2 separate regions of the Sus scrofa genome follow, and region 2 is linked to region 1. The links are chromatin contacts, called in public Hi-C maps. All regions are on one chromosome and are shown on one strand. The core of a region is the stretch at or near the end of the contact, and the rest is flanking DNA. Distances in the headings are between cores, read along the strand shown.

Region 1 (7,565 bases), core at 1,769-4,268:
TTTTTTACAAAGTTGTGTATAGTCTAAGGGTAAAGACTTGCCCAAGCCAAAAGCCTAACATTTGATTTTTCCCTTACCTGCCACCCTGCAGCCAATCACCAAGGCACCTTCCAAAGTAGCTCTAGAACCTATCCATCTCCTCTGCTACTACCCCGGTCCAGGCCTCTCTAGTCCTGTGCCCTCCAAGAAGAGTGCACTTGCAGTTTGTATTTGCCAAATGCTAAATGTTTAAAATAATCATTAAATGTGCAGCCAGACAGCAGCCATTTGTTACTCTCAACAATGACTAAACTCGTTCCATGGCTCCCTGTTATCCTAGAGAAAGACATCAAATTATAACATCCTTTATCATCTGATCTTTCCAGTTGCAAATCTTACAACACCACTCACAACTCTAGTTGGACTGAATTTTATTTCCTAAAAAGCACTATTCTTTCTATTTCTTCAGCCCTTCTGATATGATATTACCTCTACCTATTAGATCCCTTTCACTGGGCTAATTTCTGCTTATCCCTCATGATCTGGTTTCAATGCACTTTTCTCATAAAGGCATCTCTCACTTCTATGTATTTTATCCAAGACAGTGCCTTCACGTCAAGTACTTACCACACCATACAGTAACCATGTGTCTGTCTCCTCCTCCACATTGTAAGCTCTACCAAGAATAGGAACCATGTCTATGCTATTCACAATTATAGTCCTAGTATCCAGGCAGCAGTATAGTAGGAAATTAAAAGCATGGGCTCTGAAACCAGATCTAAAAAGTGTCACAAGCTGGAGTTCCCATTGTGGCTCAGCGGGTTAAGAATCCAACTAGTATCCATGAGGATGTGGGTTCGATCCCTGGCCTCGCTGCTTAGTGGGTTAAGGATCTGGGACTGCTGCAATTTGCGGCTTAGGTCACAGATGTAGCTTGGATTCAGTGTTGCTGTGGCTGTGGCGAAGGCCTGCAACTGCAGCTCTGATTCGAGCCCTAGCCTGGGAACTTCCATATGCCACACGTGTGGTCTTAAAAAAAAGAAAACACGAAAAAAAAAGTGCCACAAACTGTCAGAATTTGGGACAGTTTCTTAAACTCACTCTGCCTAGGTTTCCTTACTTGTAAAGTGTAGGCAGATTACCTTATAAAGGATTAAATATTGTATGTGAAGTATTTAGCATAGTGCTTGGTATGCAGAGATGTTACCTATTATTACTTAATATAGCACCTATCAAAAAATATTTGCTGAATGAATACAGTATTCACAAATTATGAAAAACATATATTTATTAATACTAAGCTCATATAGTTCATTATATAGCCAAATAAAGTCTAAAATTCTATAAGGAGGCTTCAGCTTATTCATGTCCACAACTCTGAGGTTTTCTTATAGCCAATATTTAAATTACAGAGCAGAATGTTCAAAGAGAATGACCTGCGCTTCACTTTCAGGAACAATTTGTTTATGAAGTCGAATCTGCTCCAAACCAGGGCCTTCTAGAGAATTTGGAGAAGTGCTACAAAATGAAGCTGTTACATTATACCTTGCTGACTGATAAAAGCTGTAGTATTCAAGTCTATTGTCCCCTGAGTTTTCTGGTGCCTTTAGTTTTTGTTTAAACTGAACAACTTTGTAGATCAAAAAAACGATTAAAACACAAGCTAAAATAAAAAAAGCTAGCAAAATGTCAAAAGCCTCATTCAACTTTTCAACTTCTTGTGTACAAATTAGGGATGTTTTCCCTGACACCGAAGCAGCATCAACTGGTAGAGCACTGTTTTTTTCCAAGTTCAAGTTAACAGGAGAAGTAAGCTGTATCTGCACAGGTAACACTGCAGTAGTCTCTAATGGATTACCAAAGGCATTCTCTTGAAAAAATCTACTGGCAGGTGAAGTACGAATTCGTTCCCAGAAAGTAACGCTTTCATTGTTTTCCAAATGTTTCCCATCTGTGGTTATTCTATGCCAGGCCATCATTAACGCAGTGGTCTTGTGATGAATATGGAGAGATTTTATAGCCCAAGCTCTGGATGCATTTGTTGAAGATGTAACACAATTTGTAAAGTCAGTCCATTTAATATAATGCAATGCTCTGCCACGCATGGATGGGGGACTCTGACAATAGATGTTTAGAGTAATGGCGGAAGATGCTAGCCAGTCGCGAAGACCCAATAGTTTGCAGTTACATTCCCAAGGATTAGAATTTGCCTGAAGATGAGTCAATGAAGACAATGGCTTAAGGACCCTTGGATGTAAGTCTGTAAGATTATTAAATGACAAGTTAAGGATCTTCAAAGATGCTCCCATGTTTTCAAATGTATCATTATCAATACTGATTATTCTGTTTCTATCTAATTTAAGGTAAATTAAATTCTTTAACAAGCTAAATGTGTCAGAATTTAAATTTTCTAAATCATTATGACTTAAAATCAGATACCTAAGATTATTAATTCCATTAAATCCATTCCTAGTAACATTTTTAATTCCTGAATTTTTTAGGAGGAGATATTCCAAGTTGACAAGTCCCTTAAATGCAAAGGGCTGTATTGCTTCAATATGGTTATGAGACAAAGAAAGTCTTTTAAGACTCTTAAGTATTTCAAAAGCATTTGAAGGTACTTTTGTTAAATTATTGCCTTCTAGATACAAACAATTCAGGTTTTCAAGGTGTTGAAAGCCTGAGTCTGATATCCTCAAAATTTTATTATTTGATAAATCAAGTATCCGAAGAGCAACCATACCAACAAACGTACCACTCCCAAGGATAGTGAGGCGATTTCTCTGTAGATTTAAGTACTGAACTGAAACTAGATCATGAAACACTCCTCTTGGAACAAAAGATATTTGATTAGACTGTAAATATAAATTACGAAGATTGGAAAGTCCTTCAAATATTCCAGGATCCAAGCGTTTTATAAAATTATTATTTAAATATAGAAAATAAAGATGCCTCAAATGAACAAAAGCTTTTGGATATACATACACAATGCTGGAATTATCCAAATATAATGCTATAAGAGAATGAAGTCCAGTTAACTCATTTTCATTTATATGAGATATATTATTTCCAGTCAGATACAGAAAAACTGTACTTTCAGGAAACTTCTTAGGAATGCTTGAAAGGCCTAAGTTACGGCAGTTAATTTGTCTCCCAGTGCAGAGCTGGCAAACAGACGAACATCCAAGTATCTCTTTATGGAACAATAATACAAGATAACAGGCAACAAGTAGAAACAGTCGGAGGCAAAGGAGAGAAAAACGTACTCCACACATAGCCCTGTTCTTGGTTTTTCTGTTCATATCAAATTTGTCTATAAAAAGAAAAGGTAAAACTTTAAATCATCACAAAGTTCTTTAAATGAAAGTTTTATACTACTAGAAATACTGTACTGTATTTTATTAGGATCAGCCAATAATACTAAATATCATAAATCATACAATGGTGATAACATAAAACAATAAATTTGAAATATGTTCTAGAATTATTAGCAGCTCCAAGCCTTTAAGCCACTGTTTGACAAAATGATGATTCAAATTTAATGAACTGCAAAATAAAATGTTTTCTAAGTTAATTTAAAATATTACAATTGACTATAACAAAAGTGACAAATGATGATGCAGGGACAAAGATTTTGAATATAATATGTCCCTTTATCAACTTAAAGTCTAACATCAATTAAACAACAGTATAATTTAGAAAAACACAAATTCATTACAAAACAATTAAAATCTCTTTAAACTACAATATTTTACAAACCAAATTATTTTTGGTTTCAGCTAAAAGTTCATATGTAAATAAATAATCTTACCAAGAACAGGAAATTCATATTATTAACACTCGGATGATTCAAATAAAGGTTTTCTTTCTAAATCTGAAGAACATTTCTAAACTGCATTTCTTTTTGTGGTGCTGTTGACTTCCACCCCTCAACTTTTTTTTTTTTTTTTTAAAGTCACAATTTGCTCAGGAAACACCACTCTTCACATTGGTTCCTCCACACTCAGTGTGTAAAACAGAGGTTGCCATGGATACAGGAAACTGAGAGACAGGAAGTAATGTTATCTGTGTTTCAAAAGTATTGTTAAGAGGAAATCTCAGGAACTTATTTTTTCAAAATGTGGTTCACTTGAGTTTTCCTAATGCACAACTAAATATTTCATAACTTTAAAAATAAAAGTATTTTTTTAAAACATGAAAAACTTTAAATATTCAGAATTAACAAACTTTACATTTATCAACAACAAACAGCTATCAAGTGGAGAAAGCAAGTTCAAATAAGATGTAAATAGAGTAATTTTTGTGATTTTCTAAATGCATAGAATATTTTATACTATTTGAATATATAGTAAATTTCAATTTTGTTTTATTCCTTAAAAAAATGGCAGCAAAAACAAGTAACTTAAAATGGTGAGCAAAAATACTGCTATACACTATCTCTTGTGTTCTTATTTATTTATTTAATTTATTTATAACTCTTTTTTTTGGCCATACCCTGTGGCATGTGGAAGTTCCTAAGCCAGTAACTGAACTGCTACAGTGACAATGTTGGATCCTCAACCTGCTCTGCCACAAAAGAACTCTCTGTACTCTTCTTCTGTAATTAAAAAAAGATTGAACATGCAACCCACATGTTTTTTGCAGCACTATTTGCAATAGCCAAGACATGGAAACAACCTAAATACCCATCAACGTTTACAGATGGCCAACAAGCACATGAAAAAAATGCTCAACATCACTAATTATTAGAGAAGTGCAAATCAAAACTACTGAGGTACCACCTCACACCTGTCAGAATGGTGATCATTAACAAGTCAACAAATAACAAATGCTGGAGAGGATGTGGAGAAAAGGGAACCCTCCTACACTGTTGGTGGGAATGTAAATTGGTACAACCACTATGGAAAAGAGTATGGAGGTACCTCAGAAAACTAAATATACAACTACCATATGACCCAGCAATCCCATTCTTGGGCATATATCCAGACAAAACTTTCGTTGAAAAAGACACATGCACCCCTATGTTCGTTGCAACATTATTCACAATAGCCAAGACATGGAAACAACCTAAATGTCCACTGACAGATGAATGCATTAAGAAGATGTGGTATACATACACAATGGAATACTACTTAGCCATAAAAAAGAACAAAATACTGCCACTTACAGCAACATGGATGGAACCAGAGACTTTCATACTAAGTGACAGAAAAACAAATACCATATAATATCGTTTATGTCTGGAATCTAATATATGGCACAAATGAACCTTTCCACAAAAAAGTAACTCATGAACTTGGAGAACAGACTTGTGGTTGCCAAGGGGGATGGCAAGAGAGTGGGAGGGACTGAGAGTTTGGGGTTAGCAGATGCAAAGTACTGCATTTGGAGTGGATAAGCAATGAGATCCTGCTGTATAGCACAGGGAACTATATCTAGTCACTTGTGATGAAACATGATGGAGGATAATGGGAGAAAAATAATATATATTGGGTCACTTTACTGTACAGTAGAAATTGACAGGATACTATAAACCAGCTATAATAGAAAAAATAAAAATCATAATAAATAAATTAAATAAATATCCATCAACAGATGAATGAATTAAGAAGATGTGGTACATGTATACAATGGAATACTACTTAGCTATAAAGGGACAAAACAATGCCATTTGCAGCAACATGGATACAACCAGAGACTCTCATACTAAGTGAATTCAGAAAGAGAAAATCAAATACCTTAAGACATAACTTATATGTGGAATCTAAAATGTAGCACAAATGAACCTATCTATAAAACAGAAACAGACTCACAGATATGAAGAATAGACTTGTGGTTGTCAAAGGGGAGGGGGAGAGAGTGGGATGAATGGGAGTTTGGGGTTAGTATTTTTAATCTATTACATTTAGATTGGATAAGCAATGAAATGCCACTGCATAGCACAGGGAACTATATCCATAGCACAGGGAACTATATCCAATCTCTTATGACAGAACATGATGGTAGATAATGTGATAAAAGGAATATACAGGAGTTCCCCGTTGTAGCTCAGCGGTAATGAACCAGACTAGTATTCATGAGAATACAGGTTCAATCCCTGGACTTGCTCAGTGGGTTAAGGATCTAGCATTGCCATGAGCTGTGGTATAGGTCACAGATGTGGCTCGCATCCTGCATTGCTGTGGCTCTGGCATAGGCAGGCAGCTATAGCTCCAATTCGACCCCTAGCCTGTGAACTTGTGCATGCTGTAGGTGTAAATATATATACATACATATATATATGACTGGGTCACTATGGATGAAATTGGCAGAACATATTAAATCAACCACACTGTGATAAAATTTTTTTTAAAAGATTGGACCATAAAAAATGCTGAATACTACCAATTAGTACTTTAATACATTAAGTTCTAAAAATGATATCAGGTTGCATATCAAATTACTGACAAAGGTTATCTCTGATAAGAAACATTGGGGAGAGTAAAAGAGGCCCTTTAAGGACTTTTTACCATGTATACATCTGAATTAATTTGAAGTATTTTATTTTATCTTTTTCAATTGAAGTATAGTTCATTAACAATGCTGTTCATTTGAATCTTTTACAATAAAAATGTATCTGCACATAATGCAACTTTTTATTTCTATTTATTTATTTACTTTCATCTTTTGAGGGCTGCACTCGCAGCATATGGAGGTTCCCAGGCTAGGGGTCTAATTAGAGGTATAGCTGCCGGCTGACACAACAGCCACAGCAATGCCAGATCTGAGCTATATCTGCGACCTACACCATAGCTCACGGCAACGCCAGATTCTTAACCCACTGAGTGAGGCCAGGGATCAAACCTGCAACCTCATGGTTCCTAGTCAGATTCATTTCTGCTGCGCCATGACGGGAAGTCCCCATAATGTAATATTTTAAAGTAAAGATTTAAAGAGTTGGTATAAACTGTTTATATTATGCATTGTTTAGTCATTGATTTTCCAAAAATCTGACTGCTTAAGCTTTCTAATATGACTTTTGTTAACATTACTAATACCCTGATAACACACTTAAAATATCAGTAATAATATATATATAATTGTATAACTCCCTTTGATATTAAAGCAGGTTTATTTAACATCAACACTACAACTCCTTCAGATAATACTATTTCCATATTAATATTTTGTTAATACCCTGCACTTTCTTTCAATGACAACCAAAAAATCAGAGGTACATACTAGATAGCAGACCTTTATCAAAATGATTTACAAATTTTCATAATTACCATTTGTGGCTGTCTATTTTATAGATACAGAAATTAGGTATAGAAAACAACCACCAAGAAACCAAATGACAGATAAATGACATGGATTAGAGGTAAAGATGAAACAATAGCTAGGTTTTTCAAGTCCATTTTGTTATATATTTTCAATAAACATATAAAGTAGAATAAAGCATGTCTCAGTGATTTCTCAATTGTGTAATACAAGTTAAAGAATTATGATGGGGTTTATGACATGTTACCCCCGAATATAGCACCTTGGCATGTTGCATATTTTAAGCTGAAGGAGTCTGAACATTGAGCATAAGCAGGAAGTTCTCT
Region 2 (7,565 bases), core at 1,800-4,299, 94 kb before region 1:
CCAGAACACGAGTAGTACAGAACATAAGTGCAAAGACATCTGAGGTTCTATGAGTAAGACAGGGGTGTTTATATACAGGCTCACCTGCTTTTTGCTCCCAGGCTGTAACTACACAGGGTATCTTCTTAAAGGACCTCAGACAGTCTGGATGCCCATTTTCAAAGACATCATGGATTTCAAGCAGGGTCAGATTTGTATTCAGATCTGACAGCCCACTCTCATGTAACCAAGTTATGACAATTTTCCCAGTGACTGTCTCACCTCCACCCATGTCCAAACCATGGGCACCAAAGCATGTAGAGAGCACTCACCTGAGATCAGCTCCCATTTCAGAACTCAAGTCTTCTAGACACTCACTCTTCTGAGGTCCTCTAAGACTTGGGGCTCTTTCATTTCGTGACTATTAATGAAAGCAAGGAATGCTGGACTTGAGGCAGGGCTCTTTCTTTAAATCCTAACGTGATCAGAGCTTGCAGTGTGCAACAAAGAGATCCCTTCTCTCTTCACGCTGCATTTCTTATACCTGCTCTTAGTGTTCTCTTCTGCCAGAGCCTCAGGTCATTCAGACAAGGGCCTTCAATGAAGCCAAGGCACACACAGCCCCCAAGGCACAGTGCTTCCCTGTCACTGACGTCTCAGATGGGAAGGGCCTGGGAGGACCACACCCTAATTAGGAGGCTGATTCTATCACACTTCCCAGCTGTTTCAACAGAGGCCTGCTTGTCAACTCCTCTTCAACTTTTCCCAGAGTCTCATAGATGTTTTTGATGCTGAACTTTGTCAAAACATGATTAGTGTGTTCTGAGACGAGGCTTTTGGAGTCAAACAGACCTAGGTTCAAATCCCAACTCTCCTATACCCCATATCTAGCCCTTGAGCAAGCTACTTAACTCCTCTGAACCCCAGTTTTCTCATTTGTAAATGGGGTATAAAAATACCCACTTGTGAAGATGAGAAGAGATATTTTATGGAAAGTTCCCAAAACAAAGTCTAGCACATAGACGTGGTTGTTTTGCCTCCCATACTCTTATCAAAAGTAAGGAGACCAGGACATGGAAACAATCCAAATGTCCATCAACAGATGATTGGATTCGGAAGAGGTGGTATATATACACAATGGAATACTACTCAGCCATAAAAAAGAATGACATAATGCCATTTGCAGCAACATGGATGGAACTAGAGAATCTCATCCTGAGTGAAATGAGCCAGAAAGACAAAGGCAAATACCATATGATATCACTTATAACTGGAATCTAATATCCAGCACAAATGAACATCTCCTCAGAAAAGAAAATCATGGACTTGGAGAAGAGATTTGTGGTTGCCTGATGGGAGGGGGAGGGAGTGGGAGGGATCGGGAGCTTGGGCTTATCAGACACAACTTAGAATAGATTTACAAAGAGATCCTGCTGAATAGCATTGAGAACTATGTCTAGATACTCATGTTGCAACAGAAGAAAGGGTGGGGGAAAAACTGTAATTGTAATGTATACATGTAAGGATAACCTGACCCCCTTGCTGTACAGTGGGAAAATAAAAAAAAAAAAAAAAAAAAAAAAAAAGTAAGGAGAGAAAATCAAGACGATTGATATAGAAGAGTAACAACTCTAATTCTTTCTCTAATCCTTTTGCTGTGGTCTAGCTACATAGTCACTGATCTAGCAGAAGCTTCTTCTGGAAGCTACACCCATTTCCTTGGTAAGGGCAGGATATCAGCAAAAGTCTAGTGAGATTAGCTCTCCCAACCACAGGTTAAAGCTCTGTTTACACATTGGCATCACCTGGAAAGCTGTGGCAACACACCAAGGTGTTTCTCACCCTCAGAGATTCGGACTGAATTTGTCTAGGGTGAGGCCTGGGACTCTGTATTTTGAAAGGCTCCACATATGATTCAAGTATGCAAAGAACCGACAGCCACTGGGCTTCAATCAAAAAACATAAGGGTTATCCCAGAGAGAACTTTGACTCAATTTATGACTTTAAGATGTTTGTTTCTTTGGGGCTGGCAATAACCCTAGCCAGCAATTATTCCAGGGAACCTTGCTCTAGCCACTTACTCACATTTAGAATTTTAAATTCAGCCCCAAAGCCTCAACTACCTCTGATATTGTGTCATGCAGATACAGCCTTGACACTGTGGGTGGCAGGATGAGAAGGGGGTGTATCTTGCTCTGGTTATTTCTGTTATGCTTGTCTTGGCACATTTCATGCTTCTCATTTATGGTCTTACCTTTACTTAGAATTTATTTCAGTGGTACCTATCATTACTGATTCTAGACAGTCCACCAACAACAGTTGGTTAAACACTAAAAAACATTCAAGCAAAGAAAGCATCATTTAAACTCCTCTCTCCTCGAGTAAGAATTAGATTGCATAAAAAGTGTAAAGAATCCTCAATGTTATTCTCTAGAGGTGTATACAGAGATCCAAGCCAGGGAGTGGTGGAGAAGGGGGTGGAGGTGGGGTGTGGAAGAAGGTCAGGGACAGCAGAGGAATAAGAGCCTATTAGGGGAAGAGTTTTCCAACAGTCAGGTTCTATAGTTCATGTCTCTAGAGCCCTGGCTGGAAGACCAACATCTGGCCAAGAAATAAGGAACTCCAGCCAGGGGAATGTCCTGGCTTCTGGTAGGCTTTCCTCTAGGGGGCCTAGTTAATCTGAAAATAGCTGGTGGCTGTGACTTCTAGTATGTGCTGCCACCTTCTGGAGAAGACCTTTATTTATCCTCACAGCAGTTCTTAGTAGAGTATGTCTCACAATTCAATTTACAGATGAGGAAACAGCCTCTTCCGGGCCAGTCACTCAACCTCGAGCAAGGTCAAACACAAATCCACATTTTCCAAGTTCAGTTTCTTTTCCAGAACCCCATACATAATTAAGATAACATTTTTTTTTTTCTTGAAAGCACAAATCTCATTCACAGAAGGATCACAGTAAAAGTAAATTTAAATGGCTGCTCTGAAATCACAGTAGAAGCCTGGCCCAGCATCCTTGGCTAGATTTCCAGGGTCTGGCCAAGTTCTCTGAGCAGCTGACAGCCTAGCTAATCCAACTGAGTTTTAATGAACTTGCTTCCCACCTCAGTGAAAAATAGTCATTGTTCTCAGTCAATAGAGACCTGCTGTCTGGGCTTCTTTCTCCTCCTGGCTCAGCCCAAATCTCTTACCATCAGACTCAAACCTCTTGCCAGCTGGGTCTGGCAGCAGCTAGGCCTCTCTTTCACAAGTTTATCTTTTATTTCTCCCTCAACTGGACAGCAACTCGCTCTGCTTCCGAAGATAACAACAGGGCAAGGTCCTGAAAGCACCATCTCATCCCCGCAGAGATGGGAAGTTCACACAGCTCTCTCCACACCAAGCCTCAGATACTACATTGAGAGTTGAGAAGACCCCGGCAGGGCCACCTAGACCCAATGGATCTTCAGAGAAGTCACAGAGTGAGTCATGAGTACCGAGAACTCACCGACATCGATGGGTAGATTCACGGAAGTAGAAGACGCCATGACACCACCACCACCGCCTATGCCTGCAGCAGTTTGTAATCAAATGGGGTTGGAGGGAGGGTGGAGACCAGTAGCTCTTGGCCTTCATTGTGCATCAGAATCACTGGACCCCATCCCCAGAAACACTGAATCAGGTCGTCTGGGGACAGGACTCAGCCGTCAATCCTTAACTAAAGATTCGAAGTGGTTCTAATGTGAAGCCAGGCTTCAGATCTATTATGGAGCCAGACAAATGCAACCAAAACAAGAACGGGATCTTCACCCATAAGAATGTGCCTCTGCCTTGCTGCCTCAAGAGGGCGCTAAACCAGCGAAGGCAGCTGTCCAGGTGTGGGATTTAAATTGCAAGAGAGTTGTTGAGAGGCAAGGCTGCAAAACTTAAAGAAAAGGCGCTCTGAGCCTGTCCGGGAGGAAATGGCCTGTGAAAGTCTCAGCCTTGGGAGAGGTTTGTGTGCTGGGGGCAGAAAAGACACACACCTGGGTCTGAGTGCAAGAGGCTCGTTGGTAGCTCTGAAACCTCTTATTTACAGTTATTATAAGCTGACTCAAGAAGCACTTGTGAGGTATTCATTGCAAAAATGAGTGTTTTTTGTTCACTGTTTTATTGATTTAAGGTTTTTCAAAGAGTAGCAGCTATGCCAACCATCCCCAAATTGTTCAAATCACAGTCGGTGGAGTACATTATTTTCCACCCTCTTCTTCACCATTTTGTCCAAAAGTATTAGATATAATGGCTTGTCTTTTGTTTGGAACTCAATATTCTTGAATTCTCAAGTGCCTTCTCCTGTGACTTTTGGTACAAAGCTCAACTTTGTCTGCTGGTAAGATATGAATAAAGTCCTTTAGGAAAATTTGCTCCTGGTCCTAAATATTAAATTGTATAGAAAGCCTTGGTGTTCCTGTCATGGCACAGTGGAAATGAATCCAATTAGGAACCATGAGGTTGTGGGTTCAATCCCTGGCTTCCCTCATTGGGTTAAGGATCCAGTGTTGCTGTGGGCTCTGGCCTGGGAACCTCCATATGCCGCAGGTGCAGCCCTAAAAAAAGTCCAAAAAAGACCCCCCAAAATAAATAAATAAATAAATAATTTTTTAATTGTATAAAATATTGGTCCTTGACTTGATTTCAGAAGAAATACAAATTTAAAATATAGAAATAGAATCATGGCCTTGGTATGTATGGTTCAGTAGTTTGAGCTCTTCAGAGAAGGAATTCTATAAAAATTTTACAAGTAGTCTCTTTCAAAGGAATGAGGGAGGTCCCTCTGTGATGGATGACTGAGAGGCATTAAGGTAATTCTCTGAAAGATTTCTTAAGTTTTTCTATGAGCCTCAAAAATAATAGAACCTCATTTTCTCTTTGTATGAAACAGAAGACTCTACCCGTCTTAAGGGTTGCAGTCATTTCAGAAGCACAAATAAGTAACCCTCTCCTATCAACTATCCTTTTGTTTCACACACACACATAAGTGAGATAGTCTTTATTGAACACCTTATGTTCATGTGGTATTTCTCTTATCCCATAATTCAGCACTTAGCTCATATTACCCCCCAGACAAAACTAAATTCTTTGAGAAGCCCTGAGTTTTTCTGTTAGTTCTTTCTGACTGTCCAAAGTTCGAGGCTCACCCCGAATAATTGTACAGTACATGTTGATGACTTCTGAGTCCTCTCCTAAGACTTAGAATAAAAGAGCACCCATTTCCTGATTGACAATTTACCCACAAAATCATAAACTCAGAGGATATTAATCATATATGCTTGCATATGTCATTAAAACATGTCTGTGAGCCCGCGTTTGCCACAAGCCGTCAAATTATACAAAACCTTGATAAGTCAGGAAAAGCAGAACAAGGCCAGCTTCCTATTTCAAATCAGTAATCACCCGCTGGAACCTACCAAATGCCAGGTACACAGCTCAAGGTCTAGAGTGGGAGACATAAAAAATAATAAGAATTTTAAAACAATGTAGAAAGGGCTATTAAAGGGGTATGCACAAGGGCTATGAGAAACCAAAAAAGAGAGGGACTCATGGATCCTGAATGAGCTGAGGAAGGCTTCCTGGAGGAGTTGACACCTGAGCTGGGTGTGGGAATGTGTGTCAGATTTAGAGGCACGATGCAGGGAGAGGCTGCATCTGTCAGGCCCAGGAGTGTGGGGGCTCTTCCAGGAATAGGAAATGTTCTGAGCAGCTGGAGTAGGAAGCATGGAGAGGAGGGAACTCCCAAGGTTTGGGATGCATTATATAGCCAAAAGGAAAGAGAGCCTGTGGAGGTTTAAGACAAGATGTCATATAACCAGATTTGGTGTCTAGAAAACGCCATCTGACAGAACTGTAGAGAATGAATTGAGGAGGAAAGAAATGGGTGAAGAAGCAAAGGGGCAGGCACAGCTCTCTCCCTTCCTTCCTCCAGAAGAGGTGCAGATCATTCCCACGGGTGTCACATAGTCACCAGGAAGCAACGCTGATGTATTCAAACCCTACTGCATTTTGACACCCACTGCATAGAACTCGATATAGGACAACTGATAGAGCCTTCAGAAGTAATTGTCCCATTTCTGTCCCAGACATTGCTTGTGCACAAAATACTCTACAATAAAATATGATGGCTCCCTGGCAAATATCCTGTATTGAGTTCTCCAGTTTCTCAGCACCCCGAAGTTCCAATGTCTCCCTTGACTGCTTTAAAATGACAACCTGCTTATCAGCTACTCTCATATTATCTGACAAGGTAAGAATTTGTTAACTCCTTCCAATGCCAGAAAAGATATCCAAGGGCATATGTCTCTGATCCTATAAACTGTGGCAACAGAGTTGGGATCCAATTTTTATAGTTCTGGGTGTCAAGCCTGTATCAGAGAGGATGAAATGCAGCAACCAAAGTTGTTCTCTTGAAATGAATTTCAGGAGAGCTAGAACTCTGCTCTCTATTCCCTTCTGGAACTGTGAAATTGCTTCCTTATCTTTTATCTTTCTTTTTTTCCTCAGGAAGAATGATTGAATTGATCTTCAGTTTCTCCTTCCTCCCTAAAGAGAGACCTATTGCTCCAATGGTGCTTTGAACCCATGCCTATTTTAAATGCTATCTCCCTGTGAAGCCAAAACAGACGCACCTGTCTTTCAGTTTAACCCCATGGGGTGGAGGGTGGGGGGCACAGAGTCAGAATCAAGTCTTTTTGGAGAAAGGAAAGATGAGTTTTCTACTTATTTAGGCTGGAAAACAAAAGACCATCTCCTGTCAGACAATGATAACACACACAAGAAAGCAGGGTCTCTCCTTGTCTCGATATCAGGCATCTCTGTGCTGGGGGCTGGCTCCTCACGGACCCATCAGGCCTGCTGTCATGTCTGGTTTTCTTGTCTGTCTTCCCCTCCACACCTCAAGCAGTGTCTGAGTCCAGCTCACTGCTGCACTGGCACTGCCTGTCACAGTGGATGGTGCACTGTCACGAGGATAATTTCAGTGAGAGCCTACTCCATCCTGGGCACTGTGTTGGCTGCTGCAGCTAGAGGTGGTGGCACTTAATTTACTCAACAAGCCTATTTTACATGTGGAAAGGTCCCCGTTTTACATATGGAAAACGGAAGCTCACAAAGTTACATACCCTGGAAGAGGTGGCAGGGGTTTGAGTTCAGTCCTTACGACCCCAGACCCACACCTTTTCCACTCATCACACTACTTCCAAAGGGGAGAATTGGTTGCTAAGTGAGACCTTCAATCTTGAGCTAATTCTCTGAAGTTCAAGTAGTGTGTGAGGACTGATTCACTTGACAAAATTACATTTTAAAGCAAAAGTCCATGAGCAAATTCACACTACTATATATAAAATAGATAAACAATAAAGACCTACTGTACAGCACAGAGATGTATATTTAATATCTTGTAAGAACCTATAATGGAAAAAATGTGAAAAAGGAAATACATATATGTACGCTATACTTCAATTTAAAAAATACACTGAAAAATGTCCATAAGCAAATTCAAACTTTCATTTAACTTGCACTATCAAATTTAAATTAAAACTTTTTTTCATTGGAAAAAAGTCCCCTCTAAGACCAAG

Evidence for each region. Hi-C and Micro-C count contacts between places; a contact is called where the count stands out from the background.
Region 2: a contact with region 1 is called in a Hi-C map of retroperitoneal adipose tissue, with 2.2 times the contacts expected there. The contact joins two enhancer-like sites. A contact is called at or near these places in 4 of 47 Hi-C or Micro-C datasets (fetal heart ventricle, mesenteric adipose tissue, retroperitoneal adipose tissue and 1 more) and 1 of 2 datasets of contacts at active chromatin or transcription factors (skeletal muscle).

The regions. Positions count from the first base shown.
Region 1 is chr16:41,289,329-41,296,893 of Sscrofa11.1, reverse strand. The region is part of intron 27 of IPO11 (importin-11); the gene reads right to left. Among named protein-coding and RNA genes, the nearest start is that of TRNAE-UUC, 34 kb to the right of the region's middle. Within about 2 kb of position 3,018, at least 8 of the 83 cell types and tissues checked have an H3K27ac peak or open chromatin away from gene starts, as enhancers often do. A contact at or near this core is called in retroperitoneal adipose tissue, where this site is marked.
Region 2 is chr16:41,383,580-41,391,144 of Sscrofa11.1, reverse strand. No RefSeq gene overlaps it. Among named protein-coding and RNA genes, the nearest start is that of TRNAE-UUC, 130 kb to the right of the region's middle. Within about 2 kb of position 3,049, at least 15 of the 83 cell types and tissues checked have an H3K27ac peak or open chromatin away from gene starts, as enhancers often do. A contact at or near this core is called in retroperitoneal adipose tissue, where this site is marked.